2 separate regions of the Macaca mulatta genome follow, and region 2 is linked to region 1. Evidence: chromatin contacts called from public Hi-C data. All regions are on one chromosome and are shown on one strand. The core of a region is the stretch at or near the end of the contact, and the rest is flanking DNA. Distances in the headings are between cores, read along the strand shown.

What was found. A called contact is a pair of places that touch in the nucleus more often than the background predicts.
Region 2: a Hi-C map of fetal cortex germinal zone shows a contact between it and region 1, with 2.3 times the contacts expected there. The contact joins the promoter of HAPSTR1 here to the promoter of USP7 in region 1. A contact is called at or near these places in 2 of 14 Hi-C or Micro-C datasets (cortical neurons and fetal cortex germinal zone).

What each region holds. Positions count from the first base shown.
Region 1 is chr20:10,178,013-10,181,498 of T2T-MMU8v2.0, reverse strand. USP7 (ubiquitin specific peptidase 7) reads left to right here and starts at 1,515. Exons shown (of 31, transcript XM_015125591.3): 1 at 1,515-2,211. The coding sequence starts at 2,133. It overlaps LOC144337770 (a long non-coding RNA gene), which reads right to left and starts at 2,707. Exons shown (of 3, transcript XR_013411264.1): 1 at 2,526-2,707.
Region 2 is chr20:10,312,378-10,315,682 of T2T-MMU8v2.0, reverse strand. It overlaps HAPSTR1 (HUWE1 associated protein modifying stress responses), which reads right to left and starts at 1,660. Exons shown (of 4, transcript NM_001194229.2): 1 at 1,372-1,660; 2 at 656-736. The coding sequence starts at 1,597.

The DNA.
Region 1 (3,486 bases), core at 266-2,765:
CGTACGCCACCATGCCCAGCTAATTTTTTTGTGTGTATTTTTAGTAGACATGAGGTTTCACCATGTTGGCCAGGCTGGTCTCGGATTCCTGACTTCAGGTGATCCGCCCACCTCGGCCTCCCAACGTGCTGAGATTACTGGCTTGAGCCACTGCGCCTGGCCCAACTAATTTTTATTAAGCACTTGCTGTGTATCCCAGGCATTTGTGATACAACAGTGAGCAGAACATTCTTTTGGGGGGCGGGGAGATGAACAGTACATAAACTGGAGAAAAACGCAGAGAAAGCGGGTATAGGGAGATGGAGAGGAAGACAGGTACCACAATCTTCTGGCCTTGTTAGGGCGAAATTCCATTCTCCCCTGAGATGTGTAGAAATGTACATCGGTTTGCTCCATTTTTATTGACCCACACTACCTTGATTAACTGGAAGAGTTGAGACCCTAATCATCAGTCTGTCAATGACTGGATGAGACAGGACAGGAGATACATTCACTGAATGTCTCCTGAAATAGGGAGACCCCGGGTGAATAATCCCAGACTGGGTTGATAGGAAGGAAATAATGCCAAATGTGAGGGGTAGTGGGCTTGTTTTATTTTTATATTATTATTTTGTTATCATCATTAGTTGAGATAAGGTCTCATTCTGTTGCCCAGGCTGGAGTGCAGTGGCACTATCTTGGATCACTGCAGCCTCAGTCAACCTCCCAAGTGAACCTCCAGCCTCAGCCTCCCAAGTAGCTGGGACTACAGGCGCGAGGCACCACACCCGGCTAATTAAAAATACATTTCAAAAATATAAAAACAAAAACCAAAAACTTTGTAGAGAGGGTGGTTTCTTACTCCTGGCCTCAAGTGACCCTCCCGCCTCGGCCTCCCAAACTGCTGGGATCACAGGTGTGAGAAGCTGCGTCCCGCCTGGGGTTGCTCTTAAGGAGCCAAACTTTGCCAGATTAGGCTGACAGTGAGAAAATAAATTCTTCCACGGTAGATACTGGGTGAAAAAGTGCAGGTCAGCGGGCGAGGGTAAATAACGACAACAACAGGAACTTCTAGGCGCTGACCCCAGGCTCCCTTCCGGGCCCTATCCCGAGCAGTCCCTGGGCAACCTCCGGCGCTCGCCCCGGCGGGCCCGGCTGGGACCTGAACCACGGCCGCCGGGTGGCTTCTGGGCACCTCCTCGTTGCCGCTCCTGGGTCTTTCGGGCTGTCCAGTTCCCCACGATGGGGAGGATTCCGGACCACCCCCGCAGGGCTAAGTCACCAGGCGTCCCGCCTCGGCCCCCACGGCCCGGGGGCAGCGAGCGCCGAGGGTCCGCCTCGGGACTGAGGGGCAGGCGGCGCCGGGACGCGGCGCTGCGGGGCGGGCGGGCCTCGGCGGCGGCGGCGGCAGGCGGGCCGCTCCCTGCTCCGCCTCCCGTGCTCCGCCCTCCGCTCCCGCTCCGCCCTCCGGCTCGGCGCCCGCCCGCTAGCTCTCCTCGCTCGCTCGCTCGCTCCGCGGCCCCCCATGCGGATGTGACATTTCACGCCGCCGCCATTTTGAGAGCGAGCCGAGCCGAGCTGCCGGGCGCCGCGTCCGCTGCCGGAGCCCCGACGACGACGCCGAGGAGGCGGAGGCCGCGGCTCTCGGAACGCGGCCGGCCCGTCGCCCGCCCGCGCCGCCGCTCCCGCCGGCCCCAGGGCCCGCAGGCCCGCCGCGGCCGGCCAGGCCTCCCGCCCGCCGCGCCCGGCCCGAGGCGGGGCTGACTCCGCGGCCCCCGCCCGGCCGCCCTCCGCCCCCGGCCGGCCCGCAGCCCCGCAGCCCCGGCCCGGGCCCCGGCGGCGGGAGGCGGGCCCCGCGGCGGCGGCGGCGGCGGCCGCAGCGAGCGACAAGGCCGCCCGGCCCGGCCCGCCGGCCGCCCGCCCGCCTCGGCGCCGAGATTGGGCGAATCGCGAGCAAGTACGTGCGCGTCTCCCTGCCGCCGCCGCCGCCCGCCGCGGGCCGCCCCGGGGCCGCCGCCGCCGACGACGCGCGGGAGGAGGAGGAGGAGGCCGCCCCGCCGCCGCCGCCGCCGCCGCCCCGGCTCGCCGCCGCCCGCCAGCCGGGCTCGCAGCCCCGGCCCCCGGCCGCAGGCGAGGCCCAGGCCGCGGCCGACATGAACCACCAGCAGCAGCAGCAGCAGCAGAAAGCGGGCGAGCAGCAGTTGAGCGAGCCCGAGGACATGGAGATGGAAGGTGAGACCCGCGGGCCGGCCGCGGCGGGGCCGGGGGGCGCCTTTCATTGTGGCCGGGGGAGCCGCGGGAGCCACGCGAGGGGCTCGCCATCTTTAACCAGGCCCCGGGCGGCCGCCGGGCCTCGGCCTGGCCTCCCGGCCCCGGCCCGGCGAGGCTGCAAAGTCATGCCGGGTCCGCGGGTGAGGGGCGGCCGCCGGGGCCTCGGCCCCGTGCATTGTCCCGACCACACGTTCGCCGGGCCTCCCCGGCACAAAGCGCCCAGAGTTGTAAAATTCGAACGCTCCGGCCGCGGAGGGACGGAGGTGTTTTCTCACCCAGGTTGGGAGGCGGGCTCCGGGGACCGTCCCGGTTCTGGGGCGTCCGGTTGGATCTGGTCTGGCTGGGGAACTCCTGATCTCCCCGGGCGCGGGGCTCGCCCGCACCTGCTCCGGTGCGCTCCCCCGGAGGGCGCGCCGTGGCTCGGAAGCGCTCCTCCAAATCACTTTCTAACAGCACTGCCTAGCGTCGGGCTTACATTCTAAAACACCTGCAAGGAACGCAGATGTTGTCAGGCTTTGGGCTGGCCCAGAGTTCTGATCCGGGCGCTGTTGGTTTCCGAATCCACCTGTTTTTCTGGGAGTTTGGTACCTGGCAGTGTGTGGTGCAGCCAGCATCCGGCCAGGTGTGCGCTTGCAGCCGTGCGAAAGCCCCGCCGCACATGGCTGCCTGCATCAGAATCAAACCTGACTCGAAAGGTAACTCGGTTTTCTGCCGATGTGGCAGTAATTTTCCAGGGCACTGTAGTTTGAGGTATAGAGTCTTGGTTATAAAGGTTGGATGTAAAGAACACTGTAAAGAGAAGGGTGTTGGATTTACGGAGTTGGTCATTGGAAGGCACTTTTTCTCCTGGCCCATTCCACTGAAACAAAGCAAAGTCCGAATGGTCTTTAAAAAGTTTTCTTACCTACGTGACGGGTTCAGGCTGTCAGGAGTCAAATGGAGGCCACCTGAATGAAAAGGGCGTGGAATGCTTTATTCTAGTTTTACTTTTAGCAAGGGATCTTGGGTTGCGTCAATGAATGAAGCTCCAGGGGAGCTCAGGAAAAGCAGTGTTTAGTCCTGTGCGGTGGCTCCAAGTGTGGGGCGCTGCACACCGGTTGGTGGGAACACTTAAGCGCGACTGGTGTTCCCCTCTGTATAACTTATTGCCAGTAATTGGATGGTCACTGAAAAAATGGCTGGCCAGGTTGCAAATGGCAAAGTGGCTGGGATTCTGCACTAGGCATTCCCCAGTGG
Region 2 (3,305 bases), core at 411-2,910, 130 kb before region 1:
AACCCTCAATAGAATTCCTGCCAGCAACTCATAATAATCAGACATAGAATCGTTTTGACAGAAAACACGTGATGAAATGCTAGAAAAGAGCAGCACGTTAACATGCACGCAGATGACCGATTAGCAAGCTTTCAAGCACTTCAAAACTACATACACTGCCACGCTCTCAAATGCCTAACTCAAGAATTTTTTCCATACAGTTCGTCCCACCTCCGACTGTAGTACAAAAAACATCAACTCTTTTCTTCCCTCAACGTCTTTTCCAGTGGGAAGCAAGGCTCAGCGTCTCCCAGCTCAAGGCTTCTCAACCTGAGCACTACTGACTTAAGAGACAGGATAATTCTTCGCTGAGGGGGCCGGGGGTGTTATCTTGGGCACTGCAGGACCTTCAGCAGCCTCCATCCACTGGGTGCCAACAACAGCCCCCTCTAGGAGAAGACAACCAAAAACGTCCCCAGGCGTTGCCATCTGTCCTGAGGGGTGTCAAAACTGCCTCCGGTGGATCTAGCTAGAGCACCGCCGGGATTCTCAAGTTGCAAGGTATTCTAGGTTAGCAGCTGGGCTGGGGAGCAGAAAACACACTTGGAACGCAGGGGAGACACCCTGACGCAAGCGGCCCTTCCCTGAATCGGCAATGCAGCAAGGTTATCTTTACCTTTGTAGAGGTTGGTGACGGCGGTGGCTGCGTTTTGGAAGGGGACCCAGAGAGAAAGTCCTGGCTGCTGACACACTCGGTCTGAAAAGCAAACCAAAAAAAAAAAAAAGAAAGAAAAAAGAAACACACATAGAAAAAGAAACAGAACAAGAATGTTATTTGGGCGTCAATCACTCCGGAACGGCCATATTAGGTTTCGCCATTTTGTTCAAGGGTTTCGGGATCCCAAACCCAGTGTGAGGACCGGGGGGCAGGGGGGTCGCGGCGGGGAGAAGGGGATGCCGCAGGCCTCAGGGGCTCAGATCAGGGACAAGTCGCGGCGCAGGGAGGCGCCCCCCTCGCAGTCCCCGCCCCGAGGCCGGCTCAGGGCACAATGGGGCCGCCCCGCCGTCTCCCTTCGCCATTTTGTGACGGGGGCTCCTCCCCTCCCCTCTCCGGGCCGAGGGGGACACCGGGCGGCCGGGCCCGGAGAGCGGGGACCCTCGGACGACCGCAAAGCGGGGCTCCCCCGACGCCGGCCCTGGCCTGCCCCCCCAACCCCGGGCCTCCCTCCCACGGCGCCATCTTGCGGGGAGGGGGCGGCAGAGCCGCGGCGCCACCGGACGGGACCCCCGGGGCCGCCGCCGTAGCGGCCCCCCGAAGCGGCAGCCGAGCCGACAGGGCCGGGCCCGGGCGGGGGCGGCCAAGCGGCACCAAGATGGCGGCGGCGGCCTCACCTTTGTAGAGCTGGGCCACGGCGGTGGCCGAGTTCTGGAAGAGGTGCCACAGCTTCTGCTGCTTGTGTTCGGGCTGCGCGGCGGCCGCTGCCTCCTCCTGCAGCTCTGGGGGCAGCTGCTCGTCCTGCTCGGCCTCGGCCAGGCACTGCCGCTCCCACTTGGAGAACCAGTGCTCGGGCCCGTGCTCCTGGATCTCGGCCTCGCCCTCCTCCTTCCGCTCCTCCATCCTCCGCGGCCTCCCGCGGCCTCGCCGCCGCCGCCGCCGCGTCCTCCTCAGGCGGGGCCCCCGCGGGAGCGTCGTCGTCAAGCGGCCCGGCGGCAGGGCCCGGCGGCCGGCGGCGCCTCCTCCTCTCAGCGGCCCAGGCCTCCTGCACCCCGACGGCCGGCGAGCCCCGCCCCGCGGCCCCGTGCAACCAGGGACGACCCCCGCCCCAGGCCTTCCCACCCCCCGGGCCCCGCCGAGGTCGCCGCGGACCAGATGACCGCTGCCGCCCCTCGCCTCCCCCGCCGCAGCCTGTCTAACGCTCCCCCATGACGCTGCGGCCTCCCAACTGCCGCCGCCGCCGCTGACCGCCGAGCCCTCCGCGCAGCCCGGCCTGCACCGCTGAGCCCACCCCAAAGACTGAGCAACGTCGTCGTCGCCGCCGCGGAGGACGCCTCTGCGGCTGCTGGTCCCCGCCCTACCCCGCCCACATGCTGACTGGAGAAGCACCGCCCACTGGGCCCGAGCTCCCCTGCCCGGTTGGGGCGTGGCCGCTCCAAGGGCCCCTATTAGTCGGATCAGACCGGTTCCGCGTGCCGGCTTCTGAGCACAGCACCGTGATTGGTTCTTCGGCCTGTCTGCCTGACGTAACCAAGTGGCTGGGGGAAGGGAGTGAATGTCAGGAAGGATGAAGAGGGAGGAGGGGGAGGACCTGACAGTGGTTGCGTCCGAGCCAAGGTAGCCGGTGGGGGTGGGGAGGAAGAGCTTGAAGGGATGCGCATGCGCACTTGCTCGCTGCCCCCGAGCTCCGGGGCGCCGAGTGGGGATCACGTGACCAGGCCCAGCGACCGCACCCCGCGGGAGCTTTTCCGGCGTTTACAGGCCCTGGGGGATGCAAAATCGAGTGCGACTACTGTGCCGCGGGCATTGAGAGGTGTAGTGGGTGGTAGCGTGCTTACTCCAGCCCCTGGGGCTCCCAAAGGGAGGAGGGGAGTAGAGAAAGTGAATAAAACGCCCGACTCGTGTCCAAGTTTGCAAAGCACTTTCCGATTCTTTTGAGTGCCCCCCCACTTCATTTATTTTTTCCCTTTGAGAAGGAGTCTTGCTACGTTGTCCAGGTCTAGACTCCTGGCCTCAAGCAATCCTCCCGCCTCGGCCTCCCAAGGCGCTGGGAATACAGGCTTGAGCCACCGCGCCCGGCCCAGAGTCCCATTTCTTAGATGGGCAAATCGAGCAACAGAGCCAAAGAAAAACTTAAGAGTTGCGAAGTCGGCTCAGCTGCCCCTGCGCCCTGGCGTCCCCGAGGTCGTTGCGCCTTCCCGGTGGACAAGAGGCAGCCGCCCGCGGAGCCGAGGATAACCCGACTGCCCAGGCTGCCGGGTGCCCGCACGCGTCTGCGCCTTGGCGCCCGCGGCGGCACCCGCACCTGTCCCGAAAAGCACACTCCCGGCCACGTGCACGCCTCGCGTCACGCACCGGCCCCTGCCTCCCCCGGCCGGAACCCGCATGGCGGTGCAGAGCGCGGTGCCCGCCCCTGCTCCCCAGCAGCGCGCAATAGCTGGGCGCCCCTGAGGCTGCGCGCCCCCCTACCCTACCGGGACTTTCTCCCGGATCTGAGGCCAGAAGGCAGCGACGCAGACAGGCGGTGACCGCATAGAGGCAAAACCCACCATCCCCACCTACAGGCCCACGGCAGGCACCAGCCGGCCTGGAGCCGCGGAGGGGGCCGGCC